Regions from separate parts of the Anser cygnoides genome. Here region 2 is linked to region 1. A link is a contact called in public Hi-C data. All regions are on one chromosome and are shown on one strand. The core of a region is the stretch at or near the end of the contact, and the rest is flanking DNA. Distances in the headings are between cores, read along the strand shown.

Evidence for each region. Hi-C and Micro-C count contacts between places; a contact is called where the count stands out from the background.
Region 2: a Hi-C map of liver shows a contact between it and region 1, with 2.3 times the contacts expected there. The contact joins the promoter of LOC106049823 here to the promoter of LOC106049005 in region 1. A contact is called at or near these places in 2 of 7 Hi-C or Micro-C datasets (both in liver).

What each region holds. Positions count from the first base shown.
Region 1 is chr32:3,213,829-3,220,521 of Taihu_goose_T2T_genome, forward strand. LOC106049005 (17-beta-hydroxysteroid dehydrogenase type 6-like) reads left to right here and starts at 2,018. Exons shown (of 4, transcript XM_066985730.1): 1 at 2,018-2,345; 2 at 2,422-2,680; 3 at 2,756-2,919; 4 at 3,061-3,398. The coding sequence starts at 2,018. The coding sequence ends at 3,260. PRIM1 (DNA primase subunit 1) reads right to left here and starts at 1,066. Exons shown (of 13, transcript XM_066985722.1): 1 at 906-1,066; 2 at 589-746; 3 at 135-241; 4 at 1-25. The coding sequence starts at 1,008. It overlaps LOC106049006 (retinol dehydrogenase 16-like), which reads left to right and starts at 1,107. Exons shown (of 5, transcript XM_066985723.1): 1 at 1,107-1,906; 2 at 4,376-4,815; 3 at 4,894-5,152; 4 at 5,782-5,945; 5 at 6,103-6,495. The coding sequence starts at 1,689. The coding sequence ends at 6,320. It overlaps LOC136788050, which reads right to left. Exons shown (of 5, transcript XR_010827057.1): 4 at 2,743-2,963; 5 at 2,434-2,558.
Region 2 is chr32:3,476,410-3,484,192 of Taihu_goose_T2T_genome, forward strand. LOC106049823 (inhibin beta C chain-like) reads left to right here and starts at 3,951. Exons shown (of 2, transcript XM_048054742.2): 1 at 3,951-4,311; 2 at 5,079-6,604. The coding sequence starts at 4,023. The coding sequence ends at 5,839.

The sequences.
Region 1 (6,693 bases), core at 768-3,267:
GCACTTGGAGCAGATCTCGGCCGAGCTGGGGGCAGAGCGCAGCGGGTCAGGCGGGCGCTGCGGCCGTGCCGTGCCCCTCCCCAACTCTTCCACCTTGTTGGGGCCAGGGCCATGCTGCGAACGCCCCCGGTAACCTGCAGCACGTCCGGACGTCGTCGTAGTCCGTCATGTCGATGTCGAAGACCAGCTCCTTCTCCATGGGCTGGAAGGCCCCCAGGTGCACCGTGTTGTGCTGGCTGGGCTGCGGGGCACGACCTGCTCAGCCCCGGCGGGGGGCACCACGGGGGGGCCGGCGTCCTCCCGCAGCCCCTGGCCGGTGGGAGCGGGATTTGGGGGTGTTTAAGGAGAGCTTGGACGTGGTGCCTGGGGACGTGGTGCTTGGGGACGTGGTGCTTGGGGACGTGGTGCTTGGGGACGTGGTGCTTGGGGACGTGGTGCCTGGGGACGTGGTGCCTGGGGACGTGGTGCTTGGGGACGTGGTTTAGCGGGTGACGGTGGTGGCAGGGGACGGTTGGAGCGGATGATCCTGGGGGGGCTTTTCCAACCCTAACGATTCTGGTTTGGGGTTTTTAGGGTTCTGCGACTCACCCGGTGGGAGTAGACGGCCCCGATGTCGATCTTGTAGGGGTTTATCTTCTGCAGCTCCCGCTCCAGCTCCTGGGGGCTGCCGAAGGACTGGAAGCGCACGTAGATGTCGTCCCGCAGCGTGAAGGAGAACTCCCGCAGCTGGAAGTAGTTCTTCGCCGCTGGGGGGGGGGGGGGGGCACGGATAGGGCTGGGGGGGGGCCCGGCACGGACCGGCACGGGGCCCCCCACCACCCCCCCCCCCCCCGCCCCGTTCCCGCCGCCCCCCCCGGGCCCAGCCCCGCCGCCCCCGCCCCCCCCGGCCCCCCCCCGCCGCTCACCGCCGCCGTAACCGAGCCAGCGGCCGTAGGCGCCGTGCGGGAAGAGCCGCCGGTAGAAGACCGGGAGCAGCTCGGGCAGCGCCGCCGGCTCGAACCGCGCCATGGCGGCAGGCGGCGGGAAGCGGCGGCGCCGCCTGAGCCCGGGGGCCGCCGGGAGCTGGGGGGCGGCACCGCCCGGCACGGCTCGGAACGGCTCGGAACGGCCCGGCACGGCCCGGCACGGCACCCGGCACAGCCTGGGCACCGCAGCCAGATACGGCTCGGCTCGGCTCGGGAACGGGCGCTTGAGCACCGTTCCGGGCTCGGCACGGCACGGCCGGGCGCTGCAAAGTCCGTGCCAGTCCCGCCCGGCACGGCTCGGCTCGGCTCGGTTCGGGAGTGGGCACTGCAGTGCCCGACATGGCCCAGAACGGCACGGCCGGGCACTGCAAAGCCCACCCCAGTCCCGCACGGCACGGCCCAGCACGGCACGGCTCGGAATGGCCCGGCACGGCACCCGGCACAGCCTGGGCACCGCAGCCAGATGCGGCTCGGCTCGGCTCGGCTCGGGAACGGGCACTTGAGCACCTGACATAGCCCGGAATGGCTCGGCACGGCACGGCCCAGTTCGCCTCCAGTCCTCCCCCGGCAAGGCTTGGCTCGGCTCGGTTTGGGAACGGGCGCTTGAGCACCTGACATAGCCCGGAACGGCTCGGCACGGCACGGCCGGGCACTGCAAAGCCCACCCCAGTCCCGCACGGCACGGCACGGCTCGGTTCGGGAGTGGGCACTGCAGTGCCCGACATGGCCCAGAACGGCACGGCACGGCACGGCCGGGCACTGCAAAGCCCACCCCAGTCCCGCACGGCACGGCACGGCACGGCTCGGCACCTACCAGAGGGGCACGGGCAGCGCACGGGGCTGCAGCGAGCCCCGGCGGCCGGGGAGGGGCAGGGGGGGCTCGGGGCGCCCCAGGGAGCTCAGCCCCTGGCCCCGCCCGCGGTCATTGCCCGGTCCCGGGGGTCCAAGGTCGGTGCGGGCCTGAGCCGGCGCTTGCGGCTGCACCGGCGCCTTCCCCGCTCGCCCCCCGAGTGTCCCCGCTCCGCTCGCTGAGCCCCGACCTCCTGCCCGGGATGGGGCCGTGGCCGTGGCTGTGGCTGGCGGCGGTGCTGGCGGGGCTGCTGTGGCTGCGGCGCTGGCACCGGGAGCGGCAGACGGTGCCCGGCCTCTCGGAGAAGTTCGTGCTGATCACGGGCTGCGACTCGGGCTTCGGCAACCTGCTGGCACGGCAGCTGGACGCGCGGGGGCTGCGGGTGCTGGCGGGCTGCCTGACGGAGCCGGGGGCCGCCGGGCTGCGGGCGGCCACCTCGCAGCGCCTGCAGACCGTCCTCCTGGACGTCACCTCCAGCCACAGCATTGCTGCCGCCACCGCCTGGGTCCGGGAGTGCGTGGGTGACCGAGGTAGGACGGGGGGCACAGCTGGGGCTGGGGGCACGTCAGGGGACAGTGGCCCTGTGTCACCCCATCCCCTCCCCAGGACTCTGGGGGCTGGTGAACAATGCTGGGATCTTCAACCCGGTCGGCCCCAACGAGTGGCTGAGCAAGGACGACTTCGTCAAGGTGCTGGACGTCAACCTGGTCGGCCTCATCGAGGTGACGCTGAGCCTCCTGCCCCTGGTGCGCAGAGCCCGGGGCCGGGTGGTCAACGTGGCCAGCGTGGTGGGGCGCATCGCCTTCTTCGGCGGGGGGTACTGCCCCTCCAAGTACGGCGTGGAGGCCTTCTCCGACAGCCTCAGGTACCCCCTGTCCCGTCCCCCCGTCCCTCTCCCAGCCCCGATCCCCGCTGCACCACGCTCACCGCTGCCTCCCAGGCGCGAGCTCCGGGATTTCGGGGTGAAGGTGTCCATCATCGAGCCCGGCTGCTTCCAGACCAGCATCCTGGACTCCGACGAGGCGAGGCAGAGCATCGTGCGGGCGTGGGACCGCGCGCCCGACGAGGTCAAGCAGGAGTATGGGCAGCAGTACTTCCAGGCCTGTGAGTGCGGGTGCCAGGGGTGCCGGGGGGCTGTGGCTGGGATCCTGTGGCAGGGAAAGGAAAACAAAACGTGCTGCCCTCGCTGGGTTAAACCTCAGCGTGGCGCGGGGCGCCCGGCCAGCTCTCACTTCTCCTCTGCAGACAACAGCAATTTTCAGCGTTTAATCGTCACAGCCAACCCCAAGCTCTCCCTCGTCACCGACGCCATGGAGCACGCGCTGACAGCCGAGTACCCGCGCACTCGCTACGGATGCGGTCTGGACGCCAGACTCTTCTACATCCCCCTGTCCTACCTGCCCAGCGCCTGGGCCGACCGCCTGCTCGCCACCAGCACCACCTAGGAGCGCGCTCGGGGCGCAGCCGGTGCCCAGCACGGTGCTGCCCATACCCCCCGGCATCGGGCTTGCGGCCCGGGCCCCGCTCGCTCCAGTCGGTTGTTGGCGTTCGCGGCCATTTCACAGAAAGCAACGCTGCCCTGAGTGCCTGCATGTGTTGCGTGGCCACCGCCGCTGCCTCGCGTCCGCCCACTGCTCTTTGCTTTCGGGGGTTTCGTGCTGCACAAGCAGGGGGGTCCTGCTTCGCCAGGAGGGAGGGGGAGGACAGGGGCATCCCCGGGGATGGGTGAGGCATCAAACGCTGCCAGGCAGAGGAGAACGACCACAGGGACTGGGAGGGCTGTGAGGGACCAAAGCTCCTTCCTGGCCACGGAAGACCCCGGTGCGGTGCTTGCCCCGCTCTTGGGGCAACGCAGCTCAGCCCTCGCTGGCCCCAGGCTCCGCAGGGGCTGCCCCGTGCTCCCCTCTGGTGCCCTGTGCGTGCAGGGGGAGCAGCCGGGGGGGCTGCATCAGGCAGCTGGGAGGGTGGGGCCGTGGGGTGCCCGTGTGGGCGCAGACCCAGCCAAAACCCCAAGGACCAAGCACAAAGGCTGCAGCCCCATGCCGACAACGGGCTGCCCCTCGGCTGGTTTGCAAGGGGGCAGGGGAGAGGCTCAGCGCCGCCGCCGGGAGCGCAGGAGTGTTTTGTGGGCACTGCCTGTGCAGGCGTGTGCCTACAAGCTCAGCGCAGCTTCTTGCTGCTCTCCAGCTCTGGTTCCCAGAGCCACCAGATGCCCGTGATAAAAGCAGAAGCGAGCGGCGTTAGGAAACGCAGCGCCTGCTCCTTCAGGCTCCTTCCGTAACGCTGCCGTAAGACACGGCCCAGGGCAGTGCCGGCAGCCAGACGCCTCCAGCGCGCCCCAGCTGTCGACAGAGCTGGCGACACCGGGATGGGGCAGGCAACCATCACGCTCCTGCCCAGGACCTGGCCTGGAAGGGGCCGGGGATGCACCGTGGGGCTGAGCCCCCTGCCCGTGCCTCCCCAGGCTCGGCTGCAGCCTCAGCTGCTGGCACAGCGCTGCTGGCCCCAGATCCGGCCCCACCACCGGCACTGATTTACCCAGCCCTGCGGGGTTGGGCAGGTCCAAGGTCGGTGCGGGCCTGATCCAGCGCTTGCGGCTGCAGCAGCGCCTGCTCCCGCTCGCCCCCCGAGTGTCCCCGCTCCGCTCGCTGAGCCCCGACCTCCTGCCCGGGATGGGGCCGTGGCCGTGGCTGTGGCTGGCGGCGGTGCTGGCGGGGCTGCTGTGGCTGCGGCGCTGGCACCGGGAGCGGCAGACGGTGCCCGGCCTCTCGGAGAAGTTCGTGCTGATCACGGGCTGCGACTCGGGCTTCGGCAACCTGCTGGCACGGCAGCTGGACGCGCGGGGGCTGCGGGTGCTGGCGGGCTGCCTGACGGAGCCGGGGGCCGCCGGGCTGCGGGCGGCCACCTCGCAGCGCCTGCAGACCGTCCTCCTGGACGTCACCTCCAGCCACAGCATTGCTGCCGCCACCGCCTGGGTCCGGGAGCGTGTGGGTGACCGAGGTAGGACGGGGGGGGCACGGCTGGGGCTGGGGGCACGTCAGGGGACAGTGGCCCTGTGTCACCCCATCCCCTCCCCAGGACTCTGGGGGCTGGTGAACAACGCCGGGATCGCCGTCCCCTCTGCTCCCAACGAGTGGCTGAGCAAGGACGACTTCGTCAAGGTGCTGGACGTCAACCTGGTCGGCCTCATCGAGGTGACGCTGAGCCTCCTGCCCCTGGTGCGCAGAGCCCGGGGCCGGGTGGTCAACGTGGCCAGCGTGATGGGCCGCATCGCCTTCTTCGGCGGGGGGTACTGCCCCTCCAAGTACGGCGTGGAGGCCTTCTCCGACAGCCTCCGGTAAGTCCACGTGCAGAGCCCGCTGCTGGTCCTTCAGGCCACTTCACTTCTCTGGCAGAGCCTTCGCCTGCGCAGACCCCTTCCTCTGCCACCCCCAGCGAGCACACGTGGGCTTGTTTTAGCTGCCGCCACCAGACGCACGAAGAGGGCCTTTGGGGACGCAGCGCCCACCCACGCGAGCGCCGCCTCGTGCCGTACCCACGGCCACCGCTGGCAGCCTCCGCTCTGGCTTCAGTCCAGCTCACGCAGAGGCAGCCCAAGGGAGGGGACGGTGAAGGATGTGGCAGGGCTCTGATTTCATTCCCCCGCGTGCTGGATCTGCCTGGCTGCAGGGGAGGCTGCTGGCCCCAGGCTGACACCACCTGCCCGGGCAGGAAACCTCCTGCTTGGACCTTGCCCTCGCTCCAGATCCCGGGGGAACGTCCCCGAGGTCTGTTCTGACCCCATCCCATCCAGGCTCAGCAAACATTTGTTCATGAACCACCTCGGATGCGTGCTGGGGCTGGCACGGGGTGTGCTGGCGTGTTCAGGATCCCCCCCCCAGTCCCCTGTCACAAGGCTGCCGTGCATCCTGCACGACCCCGTGCTGGCTGCTGCAATCTGCTCCCACGGGGCTCGGATCCTTCCAGGCTTGAGATGCGCCACTTCGGGGTGAAGGTCAGCATCATCGAGCCAGGCTACTTCAAGACAGCGATCACCGGCGCCGAGAACCTGGAGAAGTGCTTTCTTAGCACCTGGGAGAAGGTCTCGGATGAAACGAAAGCAGGCTACGGGGAGAATTACTTGAAGGACTGTAAGTACACCACCTAGCAGCTAAAGCAACGGTCCTCCCTCCCCGAAGCCAAAGCCCACCCCGGGGCCACAGGGTGTCCAGCCGCCCTGGGAGCCAGAGAGTTCAGCTGCCTTTGGCAGGAGGCTCAGCACCCACCGGGCCCCTTCTGCCTCCGCAGTTGTGGCAGGAGTCAGGAAGATGCAGAAGAGGTGCAACTCCAACCTCTCGCTGGTCACGGACTGCATGGAGCACGCGCTGACCAGCCGCTACCCGCGCGCCCGCTACTCGGCCGGCTGGGACGCCAAGCTGCTCTTCATCCCCCTCAGCTACCTGCCCTCCACCCTCGCCGACGTGATCCTGACCTGGCTCTACCCCAAACCTGCCCAGAAAGCCTGAGGCCGCTGCGGGCAGCAGCAGCCAGGGGCTGAGATCTGGCATCGCCCTGCAGCTGAAGCCGCGCGGAGAAGTTCCTAAACCCCTAGATCGGCGTACATCCTGCGACTCGCCGTCACCTGCTAGCAAACAGGTTTGCTGCTGAATAAAGACAACGTCCTCTTCCCTGCACGGCAGGGCTTTTCTTTTTAGCTGTGCCCCCTCCCTCAGACAGCGCACCGAGGCCATGCCCCTGCCTGCACCGGGAGAGACGGGACAGAAGCGTCGGCACGGCTGCGCCGAGCCTCCCCGCCTGCACCAGCCCCTGCCCGCTTCGCTGTGCCCTGGTGCTGGGGACACCCAGGTGCTCCGAGCTGCAGCAGCCGGCTCCGTGCCC
Region 2 (7,783 bases), core at 2,701-5,200, 260 kb after region 1:
AGCCCCTTCCCTGCAGCCCCCCCAAGGCTGGCCCAGCACCGCAGAGGCCGTGCAGCCGGCCTCGACCCAGCACGGGCGCTGTGCCCTCGGGCTGTGCCAAGCCCGGTGCAGAGGTGCCGTCCCCCTGGGCCTCCGCTCCGCTGAGGGGACGGGGGTGCGTGGCTGTGGCCGGTGGCTCCTGCAAGGAGCCTTTGCCAGTATCAACAGACCCTGAAGCAGCGGGCCAGGCGCGCCGCGCCAGCTGGGTATCTCTTGGCAGCGCCCGGCTCGCAGGGGAGGGGTGGGAATTCCTGAAAGCCTCCGGCGTTGCCTTGAAAAGGTTTAATCTTTAATTCGCCGCCTCGCACGGGCACTTGCCGGCCCGCGGCGCTGGCTCGGAGGCACCGGGTGAGCCTCGAGCATCGCCGGGGCCTCCCAGGCGCTGTTGGGGCCCGCGCCGAGCTCCCGGGAACCCAGACCCCGGCGGTCGGAGCCCGGCCGCCGCAGGCAGGGCCCGGCCGGCGGGAGGCGCCCGCGGGCCGCGAGAGGCGCGGCCGGTACCGGGGGTCCGGGCCTGGTCCCTCCCGCTCGCCCCTCGGCCCGGGGGGGACCCGGCAGTGAGGGAAAGGGGGCCGCCGAGCCCCGGCCCCGGGCCCTGGTGTTGCTGGAGCCGGCTCTTCCCGGCCCCGCTGGCAGGGCCCCAGCCCGGGGGCGCCTGTCGGGTGCAGGCCCTCAAGCCCGGGGTACGGCGGTGTCATACAGTCATTAAGGTCATTAAGGTTGGAAAAGCCCTCCCAGATCATCTGGTCCAACCGTCCCCCTACCACCGACATCACCCACTGAACCATGTCCCCAAGCACCGGCTCCAACCTTTCCTTAAACGCTCCCAGGGATGGCGACGCCACCACCTCCCCGGGCAGCCTGTTCCAACGCGTGACTACTCTTTCTGAGAAGAAATGTCTCCTAATTTCTAACCTAAACCTCCCCTGGCGCAAGTTGAGGCTGTCCCCTCGCCCTGTCCCAGCTGATGCCTTTGGAACCGCCTTCAAGGCTCGCTGCGATGCCTTGTGCCACCAGCCCTGCGGGTGCTGCCCCGAGCCGCCAGCCTGGGCACTGGCTTGCAGCCTGTGGGGAGGGAGCTTCTCTGTGATGGAGCCACGGCCCCAGACCCATGGTCCTGGCTGGATTTGGCATTGCCTTGGCTGGGATCGGTGGGCAGAGCCATGCAGAAACAGGCACAACAGCAGGAGCCATGTTCGGGCACCGGTGCGTGAGCTCGTGGGGGGTCCCTGCTTACCCCAGCCGTTTGGCACCTGTAGGTCAGGTTGGCAGGTGCCACCCTTGCCCCACCGGACACGAGGTCGGAGGCCCAGAAGCCATGTGTGCAGCGAGTGCTGGGCCCGGGGGGACCTGGGCGGGTATTTTGGTCAGGCTGGTCCCTTGTCTTTGCTTTCTGGGAACTGCTTAATCAACAACACACTTACGCAATGGGTGCAAGAACCGCTCACAGCTCCGTGCTGACCCCTGGCCTAGATCTGGCGGTCCAGAGTGTGGGAGGGGGCACGTGGCTGCAGTGCGAGGGAGCGGGGCAGGCTGGATGCTCTTGCTAAGCTGGAGGGAAACGGGTGCTTATGGGAGCAGCTGCATGGGGTTGGCTAATCCTGAAGGATCCTGGTAGGTTCGAAGGGATTCATCCCTTTGGGCACATCTTGCTCCCCAGCCTGGAAAGGAAGGTGGGTTAGAAAGCAATTCACTCTCTTTGCCCGACTCTTTGTCTCCCCTGTTTCGTGCTGTGCCACAGCCCCGACCCTGGCTCTGTGGATCTGGCAGGGAAGGAGGAATTCAGGAAGGCATTGTGCCTCAGTTTCCCTTTCCTGTGTGTGTGAAGAAGCGGTGTGGCGGCAGGGAGGTGGTGGTGACACAGAGGCTTCAATGATCCCCTGGTCTGTGGCCACCTGCCTGGTACCTGAGCCAGCGCCTGTCAGTGGGACCGTGGGGATGTCCCCATGTGGGGACCGTCAGCCACAGGGACCCAGTTCTCCCCGTGAGCTGAAGGCAGCAGCAGCCCGGCCCTGCAGTGAATTAAACCTGTCCTGACAGCCCAAAAGGAAATGCTCCACTTCCAGCACAGGTACATGGACACGAGGTGCATGTGAGAGCGTGTCCACAAACTGAGTGCGTGCCCTAGCATGCGGGAGGCAGACTGAGCGCATGTGTGCAAGGGAGCATGGAGCTGGGTATGTACCGCACAGCAATCTGTGCAAGCGAGTGCGTGCAACAAAGCAGGCATGTTTGTGGGCATATGCATGTGCGCAGAGGGGGAAACTTGCTGACATGTGCTTTGTGTGCAAGCAGGAGTGACAGCATCACGTGTATGTGACTCTGTGCATCACCAGTGCACCTGTGTCAGAGCCTGGGTGGAAGAAGCACACGCACAGCCCTGCCGGTACCCAGGCAGTGCTGGCTGCCTGCTGCCTGCAGCCGTGGCTCACAGCCCCTGTGGGAGCCGTGCTCCCAGGCCATGCTGTGCCCACTCTTTCCTCCCTGTTGACATTCCTGGGCTATTCTGGGAGCTGCCAGCAGGCTCAGCCAGCTGAGAACTTTGCCCCTTGCACTGTGGTTGCATCATCTCCGGTGGGTGCTTTTTCCCAGACAGCCCACTCTGTTTACACGTCACCTCTGTGCTTGGCCAGAGGCAGGGGCTCTGTGTGGTCAAGACCTTGGAGTCAGTGCTGCATGGCACAGCGGGTGCAGGACATGGCCGAAGGCCTGGCTGGGTTTCAGGTTCCCAGTGCACCCCGCGGGTTCCCTGCTCTGGCAGAAGGGTGCTGGGCTCTCCTGCTGCCCCCGCAACATCTCACCTTGAACCGACTTGAGTGTTTTCTACAAGACTGTGCCCTGCACTCAGGCTGTGCGCGCTGCTCTGAGCGCAGCACCTGGGGCTGGGAATCTGAAGACCATCGCCAGGTTGCTGTGACACTCCCTGCCACCTCGTTAACCTGCAGTACATACAGACATCCGTTTAGATTTGTGGGGAGGGGGGTGCACAGCATGCACCTGCCCTGCCCTGCGGCTGGCTCTGCCCAGCTCCGTCCTGGGGTGAGTCTGAAGAAAAGAAGGGGTTGTGTCTTGCAGTAGACTAGATGATCTTCAGAGGTCCCTTTCAACCTCAGACGTTCTGTGAAAATGCTGAGACCCGTCCCGTCCCCCCCCCCCCCCAGCTCATCCTATGGGCAGGGTGCAAAAGCCCAGAGATGCGAGCAGTGCCCAGGAGCTGCAGGAGTTGCTCTGGGCACCCTGCAGGGTGCTCGGTCAGCAACGAACCGCCCTGGCCCTGCCGGGGTGGCTGCGGGGTGTGCGGGGAGCAATGCCCGGGGCGTGGGGACAGCTCTGTGGGCTCTGGGGGCAGGCAGGTGGGGCTGGGATCAGTCCTGCAGAAACACCGCTCCTCCACCTGGGCAGGATTCACCCCAGCCCTCACTTGCAGGTTTTGGGCCACGCAGAGGAGCTCAGCACCGTGGACCCCTGTGGGGGGGGGGCTGTCCGGACCCCTCGGCACCCTGGGCAGACGGTGGGGTGAGCTGCGGGCGTGCAGATCCCAAGTTCCTACAGGGAGTGCAACTCCCTTGTGCACACTCAGGCCCCCCGTGCACACCCCCCCTGCGTGCAGCCGCTCGTGGCTGGCCCCCGCGGTGCCCCCCGTGGGTCGGGGGCTGGAGCCGCCCCCCCGGGAGCCCCGCGGCCGACCCGGGGACCCCTCTCGCGGGGACGCGGGGGGCGTCCCGGTGCTCTCGAAGCCCCTTCCCTCGCACCGCAAGGCATCGTCCCCCCCTTACCCCTGCCGCGGGGGGGGGCTAATCCCGGTAATCCCCCGCCCCGGCCGCAGCCCGACGGGACGGGCAGGTGAGCCGGCCAATGGCGGGGGGACACCGGGCCCGCCCCCGGCTGCAGGTGCCCAAAGCGGGCGGGCGGCTCCGCACCACTCGTGGTGCCGTCCCATCCCGGTCCCGGTCCCGGTCCCGGTCCCGGTCCCATCGGTGCCGATGGCGACGCGGGGCGCGGGTCCGTGGCTGCTGCTGGCGGCGGTGCTGTGCGCGGCGGCGGAGCCCCGGTGCCCGTCGTGCGGTGCCGGTGCGGAGCGGCGGCTGCTGGAGGAGGCGGCCAAGCGGCAGCTCCTGGAGAAGCTGCGGCTCCGGGAGCGGCCGAGGCTCGCCCACGCCGTGCCCCGAGCCGCCGTGGCCCGCGCCGTGCGGCGCCTGCAAGCGGCCGGTGCTCGCCGGGGCCCCGACGCCGAGGAGCGGGGCTACGAGATCATCAGCTTCGCCGAGCCAGGTGGGTGCCAGGGCTCCCCGGGGACCCGTAGCGATCCCCGGGGGGTTCAGCCCAGCCGCCGAGGAGCGGGCATCCCGGCTGGGCTGCGGCCGGTGGCGGCCCGGGGGAGGTCCCCGGGTCTGCGCGACGCCCGGGGCACGGTGCCCCCAGCCCTGGGGCTGGTCCCTGTCCTGGGGAGCCCCGGGGGGGGGTGTGTGTGTGCAGCCTGCGACCCTCGGGGGACTGCGGAGCCACTGCTGGCCACCCACTCGCAGCGAGGTGGGGGTCCCAGAGCCAAGCAGCCGGTAACGGGATTGTTCCTTCGGGCACCTGCCGTGTGCCGGGGGGCTCCCGGAGCTGCTGGTGAGACGTGGCCCCTCTCTCGCTGCTGCGTTGGCTGCTCAGGTCCTTGTGCCTGTAGTGCTGCAGTGCCCGGCCCCTTCCTGACGATCAGGGTGCCCAGGTAGTGGGACTGGGGGGCTGCAGGGACCCTCCAGCCTTGCCCTGTGTGGCAAAGGAAGGGCCAGGTGAGAGCAGGTCCCTGTTGCCCCCTTCTGTGTCCTTTCTGCCAGGCAGGGTGGGACAGGCCCTCGTTGCACACACGCACAGGCAGCCTTCCCGGGGAGCATCCCCAGGGAAGGGAGGGACAGACCCTGTGTGGAGGGAAGGAGTTTTATAGGTCTTCCCCAAAAAGAAGTCAGAAGATCAGCCCTAATGATGCTGCTGCAGCCTCACCTCCCCCAGCATCCTCCTTCAGCGTTCACCTTCTCTCCCCTCTCTCCCCTCAGAGCCCACGTCTCCCTCTGGCATGGGGCTGCAGTTCCAGTTCACTCGCACGCAAGACCAGGACGTTCACATCCTGCAAGCTCAACTTTGGCTCTACCTGCAAGTTCCCCGAGACTCGGTAGCCAACCTTACCCTGAGCATCTTTCTGGCCGGTGGGGATGGCGACGCGGTGGGGGGAAATCGCACGTTGCTGAGTGAGCGTCGACTGAGCGCCAAGGGCAGCGGCTGGCGCACCTTCTCCCTCATGCCTGCCCTGCAGAGTTTCTTTAGGGGAGAACACAGGACCCTGCGGCTGGAACTGGAAAGCCGTGGGGACAGGGGTGATGTGGTGGCCATAGTCAATGCCACCCAGTCCCACCAGCCCTTCTTGGTGGCCGAGGCAAAGGTGCGGGAGCTGGGACACCGTGTGGCCAAGCGCAGCCTCCGCTGCAGCCAGAACTCCAACCTCTGCTGCCGCAAGGACTACTACGTGGATTTCCGCGACATTGGTTGGAACGACTGGATCATTAAGCCTGAGGGCTACCAGATAAACTACTGTGTGGGCCAGTGCCCTCTGCACGTGGCAGGCAGCCCTGGGATGGCATCTTCCTTCCATACAGCCGTCTTCAACCTCGTCAAAGCTAACAACATCCAGGCATCGGGGCACTCCTGCTGTGTGCCCACGCGACGCCGGCCTCTCTCTGTCCTCTACTTCGATCGCAACAGCAACATTGTCAAGACTGACATCCCTGACATGATTGTTGATGCCTGTGGCTGTAGCTAGGGCTGGGGGAGCACTTCTGGGTTCCCCCTCCTCCAGGGCTGTCTCTCTGGTGGGGACTGCGCGGGGAGAAGTTCCCTGGGGCTGCAGGCTGACTGCGGCGCAATGGGGAGCGTGGCGTGGGATGGGGAATGGGTCTGTTCCCTCAAAGCGGAGAAACTTGGGGGGACAAGAGGCAGTCCTGCTTTTCTCCCCCACTATAGCAAATCTCGCATCAAATCTGCGCTATTGTTGGGGACAGGGGAGTGAGGCACAAATAAGAGGCTGGAAAGCAGAGGATGAAGGGTATGGCTTTGCCAAGGACCCCAAAACCACAACGGCAAGATGCAGTCCTCTGCTCCCAGGAGGATACGCAGCTGTGAAGGATGGCCTTGCTTCCTGGCCAGGTCCCATGCACTTCCCCCCTCATTCCCCTGGGCTTCGAACTTTTCTTCCCTGCTGCCCACCCCACCAGTCAGGTTTCTTCCAGCCCAGTGCCTCCTTACAGGGAGGTCTGTGTCAGACTTTGCCTTTAAGGCTGTATTAAAGGTGCAGTTTTTTTTTTTTCTTTTGTACCTCTAGTTTTGCAGCTATTACTACTTTATCATAGAGGTTTCTGCAGCAATTGGGACTCCCTGGTGCTCTGTCCTGTCTACCCACATCTCTATTGAAGATCCTACTCTGCCTTTGTCTTCCTGGTGCTCATGTATGCAATGCACCCACGTGCTCTGTGCTTTTAATTTATTTTAATACTTTGGTGCAGCTTTCCCAATAAATGGGTGGAAACACAATGTCCAGGCTCTGACTGCTTCCTCCTGGCACCACCAGGGTGAGGGAAATGGCCCTACTTGACCAGAAGGTCCGACCCCTGGCCCTGGGCTTGCTCAGCTCAGCTCTGGCTCTGGCTGGGAGGATGTTGGGTGCTGGGGGTGTTGGAGCAGTGCACGGGCTGTAAACTGCTGCAACCGGGGGCAGCACTGCTGTGTTGGGAGCCAGGGGGGCCTTCGCTGCTTCTGGGGCTCCCTGGGTGCCGTGGGGTGTTGGACAGAGACTGTGAGCGGGGCCGTGCAGGGGGCTCTTCCCCCATGAGTGCCTGTGGCAGGGGGACCCAGGAGCAGGGCAGGGGCTGGGAACCATATAGCACCTCACTGTGGGGACTAAAGGGGGGTGGCCTGTAGCATGAGCATCACAGGAACAATTTCCCAGCAGAGGAGGTAGAGCTGGGGGGCCATACCCCCCCAAAGGTGCTGTTTTCCACACAGATCAAACCCGAGAGGAGCTCAACATAGCACAGCTCTGGGAGCTCTGGCCCTGGGAGGATGACCTCAGATGGCAAGCCACAGCCTCCCCCCAAAATCCTGTGACCCCACTGCAAATACCAGAAGCCCCCACCCTAATCACCTCTCACTGACCCCCCCCAGTTGCACCCAGCCCTGTCCCCTCTCACAGGCACCCTAAACCCTAGCCAGTGACCCTGTTCCCAACCCATAGCAGCCGGTCACGGGGGCTGGTGATGCACAAGCCGGTGGCTGATGGGGGTTCTCCTGTGCCATTCGGGATGGGGGGGGCTCCTGGGATGGAAGGCAGCGCCCCCGCTCATCCCCCCAGGATCTCACATGGCTACCCTGGGTCCTTGTTGCGCAAGCACCTGCTCAAAGCTCAGTTTGGGGCTGTTTTATCTGGGGACAAACCCACTTGATCTCCCAGGCTGGCCCTGTGCTGTGCCCTGCAAGCGGACAAAGGGCAGCTTTCATCAGCCAGCTGCAGGGGGCAGCCCCCCGGGCTGTGGGGCAGCACGGCCATGGCCCACGCTCCTCAAAACGTCCCCACCCGTGGGGAAGAGCCGACAACCCCTGCAGGATGCTTCAGCCCTGCAGGCTCTCCAACAGCTCCAGTGGGCATGCGGCTCACGGAGCGATGCCCCGCGGCAGTGTCTGTGCACACGCTGCCGTGCAGATGCCAGGAGAA